Linked DNA regions of Sus scrofa: region 1 is linked to region 2. Evidence: chromatin contacts called from public targeted proximity ligation data. All regions are on one chromosome and are shown on one strand. The core of a region is the stretch at or near the end of the contact, and the rest is flanking DNA. Distances in the headings are between cores, read along the strand shown. Region 1 overlaps ATL2 (atlastin-2). Region 2 overlaps GALM (galactose mutarotase).

Evidence for each region.
Region 1: a targeted proximity ligation map of alveolar macrophages shows a contact between it and region 2, with 4 times the contacts expected there. A contact is called at or near these places in 8 of 47 Hi-C or Micro-C datasets (embryonic fibroblasts, epiblast stem cells, fetal skeletal muscle and 5 more) and 2 of 2 datasets of targeted methods (alveolar macrophages and skeletal muscle).

The regions. Positions count from the first base shown.
Region 1 is chr3:102,015,574-102,021,151 of Sscrofa11.1, reverse strand. It overlaps ATL2 (atlastin-2), which reads right to left. Exons shown (of 14, transcript XM_005662612.3): 5 at 4,874-4,924; 6 at 4,518-4,574; 7 at 2,395-2,487. Among named protein-coding and RNA genes, the nearest start is that of ATL2, 61 kb to the right of the region's middle.
Region 2 is chr3:101,640,986-101,646,714 of Sscrofa11.1, reverse strand. The region is part of intron 4 of GALM (galactose mutarotase); the gene reads left to right. Among named protein-coding and RNA genes, the nearest start is that of GALM, 39 kb to the left of the region's middle.

The sequences.
Region 1 (5,578 bases), core at 2,547-5,046, 370 kb before region 2:
AGGGTGTTTTTGGACAACATAAAATTGTACTAAAGACCCATTTCTTTTTTTCTTCTTTTTTTTTCTTTTTGTCTTTTTGTCCTTTTTAGGGCCCCACCCACGATATATGGAGGTTCTCGGGCTAGGGGTCTAATCAGAGCTGTTGCTGCCGGCCTACGCCAAAGCCACAGCAACGCCAGATCCAAGCCGCGTCTGCGACCTACACCATAGCTCACGGAAACTCAGACCCTTAACCCACTGAGTGAGGCCAGGGGTGGAACCCGCAACCTCATGGTTCCTAGTTAGATTAGTTTCTGCTGTGCCATGACAGGAACTCCCTAAAGACCCATTTCTAATCATTTGGTAAGATTTCCACTCTGTCCTAAACCATTACAATGTGTTTCCCATGTTAGATGTTGAGGATATGAATAAATACAAATAATAATTAGTCATAATATCTAACACCAGAACAACAAAATGTGTTTGTGATTTATAAACCAGTTAATTTGCCTTTAAAGTACTTATAATGGCAAAGAGAAAAACAAAGTACTGACTGGCCTACAAACAAAAAGGTTGGCTTTGAGCAAAGTAAAAGATAAGGTATGTAGTCCAAAGAACCTTAAAAATTAGTTGGGATTTCAGGTCTCATTCTAAATGATTGTGACTTACGATTTACTGGTGTTTTTTGCAAAACAGAAGTTATTATTTTCTGGAAAAAAAGTCCTACGCTTAGATATTTAGTAACTACTTAACTCCAATACAACTCACATATTCTCCCAAAAACCATTCTTACAAAAAAAGCTCCATTCATAATCAACAAAACCTGAAAACTACCTAAATCTCCATCAAGAGTAGAATGGAAACACTGTTGCCTACTCATATCATGGAATACTGCATGTCAATGAGAGTTAAAGTGAACCAAACTCCATGCAACAATATGGATTAATCTCTGAAATGTAATATTGGGCAAAAGAATACATACTGTATGTGATTCCTTTCATAAAAAAAAAAAATCCAAAAATAAAGCCTGTTTGAGGTCAAAATGGTAGTGAAGGGTTTGTGAAGTGAGGGGGTTTGTGGATAGAGGTAGGTGCTTCTGTGGTTACATGGTTCAATTTGTACAAATTCATTAAGCTGCCCACTTATGGTACTTTTCTATATCGCTTCAGTAAGATACAGTAAGTTTAAAAACCTTGTCTCTGGAGTTCCTACTGTGGCAAGTGGGTTAAGAATCCAACTGCCGAGTCTCAGGTTGCTATGCAGGTATAAGTTTGATCCCTGGCAGTGCAGGAGGTTAAAGGATCTGGCCTTGCCACAGCTGCAGCACAGGTCACAGCTGAGGTATTTCTATATGCCGTGGGTATGTCCATAAAATTAAAAAACAAATAAGAACCCCCCAAACCTTACTGTCTTTGAAGTACATAATTAATGAATTTAGTTAGTATGCCTGATGTGTTTTGTGTTAATTTCCTCTGAACAAAGCAGAGAAAATGCTGATGAGTGAAATTATCTCTGACAGTCTGGAAATGCCTTTCAAATAATCTAAGAATGAGGACTTAGTTTTAATCTCATTTTAGGATTAAAAAAATTACGCTGTATCTTAGGTCTTCGAATGTGGTTGAGAAGCTAAATGCATCTTTTCATAGGAAAGAAACAAAATTTTATTACCGAAAGAGAGAAACCTCCTACTTATGAAGAAAGGGATTTTTATGTACCTTTTGCGGATGTCAGTAGTGGGTCGTATTTGGGCTTGAGGGTTTCCCAAAATACTTCCATGGGAGGGCACCTTTGATGAGGTTACTTCCAGGAATGCACTGTGTGGCATTTTGCATTGGCCAGGCCAGGAGTCTGGATATTCACGTCCCACTCCCAGTTATCAATAATTAGTTAAGTGACCAAAAGCAAATCACTTTTCTAAGTCCCAGTTTTGGAGATAAATGTTTAAGATCCCTTTTTAGTGCTACATGCTGCAACTCTATGAGATAGTATTCCTTGGAAAGCGTCTCACAGTATTTGCGCTCAATGCATGCACATTAGATTATCCAGCTTGTCCCAAATGTTCAGAAGTTCAGCTGGGCCAGAAAGAAACATGCATGCAATATGAATAGATCAATAAGTTAGTCTACTTCAAACTTGTATCCTTTGAATATTAATTTACTGAAGAGGCAGGTGGCTCTGGAGAGAAATATTTGTTCCTTTATTTCTGTTCAAGGGCATTTCTATTATTCCCTTTAGCAGGAGTGCTACCGACTTACTTCTCATCAGTTACACATGGAGTTATCCGGGCTAACTTGGGACACTCAATTTGCTACGATGATAACTTAGAGACTTGCAGTCTTAAGCAGTAGTCCAAGCAGCCCACTCCTTCACCTGGCTTAGTGCTTATGCTCTCCTTTCTAAGAAACAGGGGCTTACCTGCAATCTCTTTTCAAGGAATTGTTTTCCACCTTCCAAACCATATGAATGTTCATAAGGATAACTCCAATCTCGAATCAAAAACATTAATGTCTACAGAAAGGGGAAAAAAATCATTTCCTATAAAATTTTACAAAATATCACTACTTTAATAACTGAAGCATCTCTTACTCCCCCGAACAATCCTTTTCAAAAGTTATAGTAACCAAATGGTTTAATACTACTCATAGTTCAGCAATCCCACTCCTGGGCACCTACCCAGAGAAAACCACGACTCGCAAAGACACATGTACTCCAATGTTCATTGCAGCACTATTTACAACAGCCAAGACATGGAAACAACCTAAATGTCCATCGACAGAGGAGTGAATCAAGAAGATGTGGTACATATACACAATGGAATATTACTCAGCCATTAAAAAAAAATGAATACCAGCATTTTTAGCAACATGGATGGACCCAGAAACTATCATGCTAAGTGAAGTCAGCCATACACTGAGACACCAACATCAAATGCTTTCACTGACATGTGGAATCTGAAAAAAAGGACAGACTGAACTTTGCAGAACAGATGCTGACTCACAGACATTGAAAAACTTATGGTCTACAGAGGAGACAGTTTGGGGGGTGGGGGGATGTGCTATGTGCTTGGGCTGTGGGATGGAAATTCTATGAAATCAGATTGTTAGGATCATTATACAACTACAGATGTGATAAATACATTTGAGTAATAAAAAAATAAAATAAAATAAAATAAAATAAAGCAAATAATACTACTCATAGTTATAACAAGAGCCTACATAAGCCAACAACAGTCTCAGCTCTTATACCAAGCAATTACCTCCATTTGAGAACCTCAACTCTATATAAAGAGTTACCACAAGCAATAACATAGGATTTTAAAAAATAAACAAAAGGCATATCAGGGTATATGGATCATAAGTTTAAGCCAAGGTTGTGTAACAAGACCAACTAACCTAATTAGAGCAAGCAATTCTTTCACAGAATTTTTTATTCATATATGCTTAGGTTTCTCAACTAAGCACGACTGACATTTTATGAGTCAGATAATTCTTAGCTGTGCTTGGCTGTCCTACTCCTACACATTTTAGGATACTGAACAACACATCTGGCCTCTATAAACTAGAAGCCAGTGGCATTAACTTCCTCCACAAAACTGTGACAACCAAAAATGTAGCCAGACATAATGGCAAACGCCCTCTGGGTGGCGATGTTAACCACGAAAAAGTGATATAGGCCAAAGGAGAATATATTTCATCATATACACAAAATGACACCATAAGCTACCCAAATATTTCATAAAAGTGATTACTTGAGCCAGACAAGACTGAGGCAGAATCAGTGTAAACCTACTAAGAATCACCAGTGACACTGTCATACAGGAAGGACTTCACACACTGATGAACAGCGTGGTCAGTCTCACCCACTATGACACAACTAACCAAACAGTGCTATGTCAACTTATAAATTACATTTACTTCAAAAAAGAAACTATCTGAAATTAGCTTCATTTTTTTTTTTTTTTAAATCTCTGCCATGATAAGACTCCACAGAAGCAAGCAAAGCAAATGCTTCTCAAATAACTCTACCCAGGTTAATTTCTGGCTTAATATTCTGTACCTAGCATTTAAAAGAAATGAAAAAACATAAGGGGGGAGAGATACAATAAATTCCAAAACTCTTCTATTTGAAACAAAAATACAGAACAACAGGTCTAACCTCAACTTGTAATACACCACACACACAACACTGTTACTACTAGATAGTAACACTGTCTAGTAGTTTATCATGCATAAAAGAAACTTACACAACTGTCTCAATTTTTGGAATTAACATCTAATTAGGAGAAACATTACTAACTTCTTAATCTAATCTAAGTAAAAAGTATTAAGAATCAATCTAAATCCATTTGTTCTATTTCCTATCCTGTAAGCTGCTACCGAGAATTGGTGATGACATTGACATTAACAGTTTCAACTCTGCTTGATTTGCTGCTAAAAATTAGTTTGGCATAAGGTCCTCATGTCTTCAGAGTTCCAAGATGATATATATGACTTACTAATTTTTTAATAAATTTTTTAAATGATAAAATATTTATTTACCTGAAATGGTTTCTGGTAGATTTCTTCCATTGCAAGTCTGCCATACTCTGTAAATAACTATTAAATCAAATTATTTAAGATAATGCCCCCAAAGAGGTTGAAAGAAGACATCTATGAAGCTGTTCTATATCAGATCACTAGCTATCAGAGCTCTTAAAATCACTTGAAAGCCAAACATTTAATTTTTTAAGACTGATCATATATTTAAATTTCTTCTAGTTAAGAAGTTGTACATCAACTTAAAACCATATAATAATCAATCTTCTTACAATATCATAGGTTCTTGGTGTAAAGTCACCGCATAGTGGGAATTAAATTTTTAATACTTTGGCACACATTCTTTGAGACATACATACTTGCAAGTGTTGAAGATCATCTTCTTGAATATTTTGAGACAAATTATATACCTGTTAAAACAAAATTTTGTTTTTATTAGTGCTTTACTTTGAATACTCAGCTGTGTATAACCTTCCCTGTGGAAGTGAAGGCTATTTTATATCGTAGCACAAATGAATGATTCAGTCACTATCTTAACTAGTGGTCCATGTAAAGGATGTTCTTTTTTTTTTTTAACAGTCAGGATAAAACTTTAAAGGGAAAGCAGTAGTTGTAGATTATATAAAAATTATGAATACACACATATGGGGCAAAGAAAACAGCAGACTTTTTAAAAGTAATTATACAGTAAGTTTCTTTAATGTTATGAACATGACTCTTTTTTTAAATGGCCGCACCGTGGCATATGGAAGTTCTCAGAACAGGGACTGAATGTGAGCCGCAACTGCGACCTATGCCATAGCTTCGGCAACACTAGATCCTTTAACACACTACACTGGGCCAGGGATCAAACCTGTACCTCCACAGCAACCTGAGCCACTGTAGTCAGATTCTTAACCTGCTGCACCACAGTATGAACTCCAACATGATTTTTTTTTAAGTTAAGAATTTCCCCAACTATTTTTCTTTTCTTTTTCCAGCATATGGAAGTTCCTGGGCTAGGGGTCGAATCAGAGATGCAGCTGCAACCCTACACCACAGCCACAGCAGTGCCAGATCCAAGC
Region 2 (5,729 bases), core at 20-2,519:
CCACAGCTGTAACCAGAGCCACAGCAATGATAGTGCTGGATCCTTAACCCACTGAGCCATGAGGAAACTCCATAAGCCAGATATTCTTAGCCAGGGCAGGGTTCATACTTGTATATCTGGGAAGATGATGAAAGAACTTAAAGGGATTCATAAACTCCTGAAATTCTGTGTAAAACCTTGTGTGAGTTGGTTGCATCATCTTGGTCTACAGAGGGGTTTTCCAGTCTTTTTTCCTCTCTTGAGGTAACAATAGTTTATGGTTGCCTTATTATATATTATTGTATATAAGGATAGTCATCATTTTTGAGACTAGCAGTGGTATATTTTCTTCTTTGTAATCTTCAGGGTAGTTTAAAAATTTTTTTTCCTAATTTATCACCATTAAATTCCCTGAAGGGAGCTAGAAGTCTAGCTAGAGAAGGAAAATGGCAAACTAAGAAGAGTAACTTCTCCAAGGTCCTACCCGGAGGAGCTATAGCAGCCAAGACTCTGGGTCAGAAAACCAGCTTTTCTTTCTGCTTGATCAGATCAATGAAATTGTCTTGTAATACTCACCAGCCCTTGTTCAGTCAGGACTGCAGGCCTGGACATCAGTCTGTGGAGTGTGGGAGCAGGCAGGCATGCCGGCCGCTCTATAAGTGGGAAGCCAGAGCATGGTGTTCTATTTGAGTAACACTAAAAAAAGTAAAAACTGGTGATAATTGAATCTTATGGATTATTATTTACCCTGGAGCTGTTTCTTGTATGACAGACTCTCCCAGATGATGTTCAAGGAAGTTCAATACAGAAACTCCAAGGAACTCTCCTGGTAGCAATGAACCCCTCCAAGGGGATGCATTATTGAATCCCTCTCTACAAAATGGCCCCAAGAATGGCTTTATGAGGCTTCAGAATAACATCCAAAGCCACTCATGTTCCCTGCTAGAAAATATCACTGCTACAAGATTGGCAAGCGTGAGCCAGCATGGTGGGAATTTGGCAGGAAGAAAGCTCAGAAATTAGCACTTGGCTAGGTGTTGTATAATTCCTATGAAAATTCCAGACTAACATCAAGTAAGTTTGTCAGAAGGGGAGTTATTTTCTAGAACTCTCACTACCACCCTTGGAGAGCTGGTAGTTTAACACCCACCCTTCCCACACCCCAGGTCTGGACAGATGCCTGGCTCTGGTTCAAACCTGGTGCATAGCAATCCTTAGAGGTCGCCCCATTCTTAAGGGGATGAGAGATGACTGTGGGCTTTGCACCATGGGCCTGAGGCTGACTCAAGTCTCAGACCAGACTTGCTTTCAGTTCAGCTAGCATTTGTGGAACATCCACTGATTGCTAGGTGCTGCCTAAGGCACTGGCCATAGAAAGATGATCAAACACTGTCTGTGGCCTTGAAAAGCTTACAGGGAGTGGAGAATCTAGTGTAGTCAGGGCAGTGCTAGAATTATTGCCCTTGGGCCTAAGGGGAGCATAAAGGCAAGGATTTGAAGAGGCTTTCTTGAAAGCACCCTGAGCTTCAGGAAGCTTCTTAGTATCTGTGAGGATCTAGCCACAAGGAGAGTAAGAGTACTAAGCACAGAATGTGGGAGTGGAGTAGGCTATTAAGCCAAAAGCCACAGAGACAGTTGGGCAGAGTGGAGGCTAGGGTGAGACAAGGGAGGTGCAGCACTGGGGTGCAAAACTTAAGGCAGCACTCACTTTCAGGGTCCTGCAGGTACAGAGTCAGCCTCTGAGAGTGACTGTATCCTTAAATTTTGCACCCTAGCTCCTTGCTTGCCTCACCCTTGTCCCGGCTTTGTAGTTGAGTACAGTCATCATGGGCGTTCTGTGCCATCCTAAGGAGGAGCTAGGATTTTATCTTTAAATCATGGGAGACTTCGAAGCATTTTAAGCCAGGGAATTGACCTAGCGAGACTGGCATTTTACAAATACTAACCCAGCAACTGTTGTGGGTGGGGTTTGACTGGAGCCAGAGATGGATGAAGAGTCTATTTTAATAACCCGAGCAAGAGATGAGGAGGATCTAAATAAGATTTCAGATGGAAGAAATATAGTCTTATAATATTAAGAGGTAAAAACCAGGAGGCCTGAATTGAATATAGAAAATGAGGAAGCAGGAAGGCTGTGTGATGACGCCTAGGTTTCCAGGACAGCTTCTGGGCAGTAGGAATGGAGATAGTAAGTAGCAGGAATAGAGGAGGAGGAGGTGGGATGAGGGATGGGAGTGGATGGAGGAACTATGGATTTGGTCTCAGAGATATTTGAGATTAAGGTGCCTGTGGGGCATCCAGGTGAGGATGTCCAGTAAGCAGTCAGACAGATGGGTACAATGTTTGAGGAAAAATAAGAGTGAGAGTATATTGTAGATTAAGCCATGTGGATTTCCCAGAGAGGAACTGCAGATTGAGAAGAACAGTGGTCTGAGGGCTGAACCCAGGGGAATCTGAGGAAACCCCCCACCAATATTTAAGGTGCAAGAGAGGTTCACAATAAAGATGTCAAGTCAAGTTCCCCTTGTGGCTCAGCGGTAAAAATACCAACTAGTATCCACAAGGATCTGGGTTCAATCCCTGGCCATGCTCAGTGGGTTGTTGTTTCCTTGAGCTGCACTGTATGTTGCAGACAAGGTTCTGATCTGGCATAGCTGTGGCTGTGGTGTAGGCCGGCAGCTGTAGCTCCAATTCGACCCCTAGCCTGGGACCTTCCATATGCCGTGGGTTCAGCCCTAAAAAGACATACATACATACATACATACATACATACATACATACATACAGGTGTCAAGTCAGATGGGCAGAGGAAGAAAGCAAACAAGGAGAGAAAGTGTCTGAAAGTCTTGGAGTGACCGGCTGTGTCAGCATTCCAGATAGGTCCAGCCCAGGCAACCTGGGAAGCATGCCTGTAGTGGTTGTAGTGGCTGTCATTGCGGGCCCATTTTAGAGTGTGACGGTAGAATCCAGACTGTGGCAGTTGGGGGAGTAAACTGGAAGTGAGGCAAGAGGATCAGGGACAATAAGCCAATGAGTGGTTCCCAGCTAAGGCAACTTTTTTTTTTTTTTCCTGGATGCACCTGCACCCATGACATATGGAAGTTCTGGGGCCAAGGACTGAATCCTAGCTACAGCTGCAGCTCTGCCACCGCTGCAGCAACACTGTATTCTTAACCCACTTTGCCTCAGCAGAAACTCCCAGGGAACTACTGAATATGGAGTCCTGGGCCCACTCTAGAGATTCCCATTCATTTACTGCAATGTGGAGCAAGGGAATCTGAACTTATAAAAGCTACCTAAGTGAGCTTAAGAAGCCACTGGTGTTGAATCTGCTTTCTAAAAGCTCTGAAAGGAAGAAGAGGGTGCCTCCATCGGGTGGAGATGCAGGGTCAAGGAAAAGGTTTCTTTAGTGGGGGAGGAGCTGGTTGAGGACAAGTGAAATGTTTGTCAGGTGGTGCCAAGAATCTAGGTGAGGACTGAGACTGTGAATTTGTGGTGGTCTCACTTGGTGCTTTTGGAGGGTTTTCTCCAGTTTCTCTCAGCATCATGGAGTCAAGAGCAGAGAAAGTGGTTTGTGGGATGATCTCAAGTTGGATTTTGTCTGGAAGGAGGGGAGGAGAGGACAGGCTTCAAGGCAGGTCAGTAAGGGTGTTACTAACCAAGTGGCTCAGGTCATAGGCAGTGGATGTGATAAAGGATGTAATAAAGGAGCAGGTAATAAAGGATGTGAGGGCCTTGATGGACGCCTCAGGGACCAGGCACCATGGTGGCACTCAGGAGAGCAGGTCTAGTGGGAAGGCTAGGAGGCTGCAGACAGTGGCAGCAAATGCCTGGATACCATCTTGTTGGGAGCCTATGATGGAAAGATTCTCTGCGTGAAAATGCCTCCTGTGGGCCCAACAGTGAAGGGTAAAGTTGCTTCTCACCTGAAAACATCATGTAACAGTGTTTTAGCATTTTATGCCTCAGATGGCATGTAATATCCAGAAGCAGTGCTGTCCCCCCGCCCCCCCCTGTAAGTAAAATCAAAAAGCGCTCAGTGGAAAGGAAAAAAAAAAAAAAAAAAACCAACAGCAGTAGAATAAAGCCGCAAAACCAATGCATCGGCAGAGTAAAGGGGAAAAACTGCAGCAGAGACAAGCTTTGAGGTTGTGTGATCTATGAAAATTTATAGAAATGTTACCTTAAAAAAAAAAATCCCAAGGTACTTAACTTGCCAACCACTGGAATGAAGTCAAAATTCCCACCCAGGGTGTTACTTTTAATTATCATTCTCTTTATGTTGTTTCCTAAAATAATAACAGGCATTCTAGAGATGATTTACCAAGATGGCTTAATTAGGTGTCAGATGAGTACCTGTGCCCACGAGCCGGTTACTGCTGGCTTCCGTATGCAAATTTGACTGACTGTTCTGAACCTGACTAAAGAAACAGACGTAATTGGAGCAGCTGGGCTAGAAGCACAGCTGGGCCATCCCCATGGAGACCAGACTCTTCCTATTGCCCCAGCACTCCTCCCACCCCCTTTTTTTTTAATACTGAGATGAATGCACAGCACATGTGAGCCTAGGTCTGTCTTAGATGGTCTCCACATCAGTGCTTTTCACCTTTAATGTGCGCACAAAATCAGCTGGGGGCCTTGTTAATGTGCAGATTCTGACTCAGTGTGGGGTACAGCCTTTGGGTCCATGTTTCGAACAAGCCCTAGGTGATACCTGTGCTCATGGTCCTGGGTCCATGCTTTGAGTAGCTGTTGAAAAGGCTCTAAACTGCTTTGTGTAAACTCAAATGATGTTTGTTGCTTTTCTCCTTTTTGGCATCTATTTGCCCATTTGCTTGCCTCCCCAACAACCCTTGTCCTCCTGCTGCTCCTTAGCTACCTTTATTCCCCATCTGGCTCCACTTCACACTCTCAACTCTGGGCCTCTTGTCAGAAGCCATTCTTTAAAGGTCACTCTGCAAAGAGCTACTCTCAGCCAATAGACTTCCTAGGTAAGACAAGCTGAAAATTTGATTTAAAAAAGAGAGAGGAAAGAACTAACCAGATATCACAGTGTGTCCCTGGAGGGAACAACCTGCTTTGTTGTGTTTGTCACATGGGCTGTTGGACTTACGGCCCTGGAATGTCACAGATGGAAAGGACCTTATCTTCCTCAGCCACCACCCACACCTATTGAGTATTTGAATCCCAGAACTGTGAGCCTCACCACCACCTGGCGGCCTTCGGGACAGGGCACTCACTGCCCATCCTGGGGTAGCACGTCAGAAAGGCCTTCCTGACATTGAGCCAAAATCTGTCTACCAGAGTTCCTGTCATGGCACAGTGGTTAATGAATCCGACTAGGAACCATGAGGTTGCAGGTTCGGTCCCTGGTCTTGCTCAGTGGGTTAAGGATCCAGCGTTGTCGTGAGCTGTGGTGTAGGTTGCAGACGCAGCTCCGATCCCGCGTTGCTGTGGCGCTGGCATAGTCTGGTGGCTACAGTTCTGATTCGACCCCTAGCCTGGGAACCTCCATATGGCGCGAGAGCGGCCCTAGAAAACGCAAAAAGACAAAAAATAAATCTGTCTACCTAGAGCTGACCCCTACTTGGCTCAGTTCTGGGCCTTAGGTCCCTGCAGAGTAGACCTAGGGAATTAGGAGGACCTATCTTATCACCCTCAAGTCATTTCTTCTTGAGTCAGAACATCTCCAAGTCATCCTATGATGCCTGTGCTGCAAACAGTAACCAAGAACTGTCACCACCTCATTA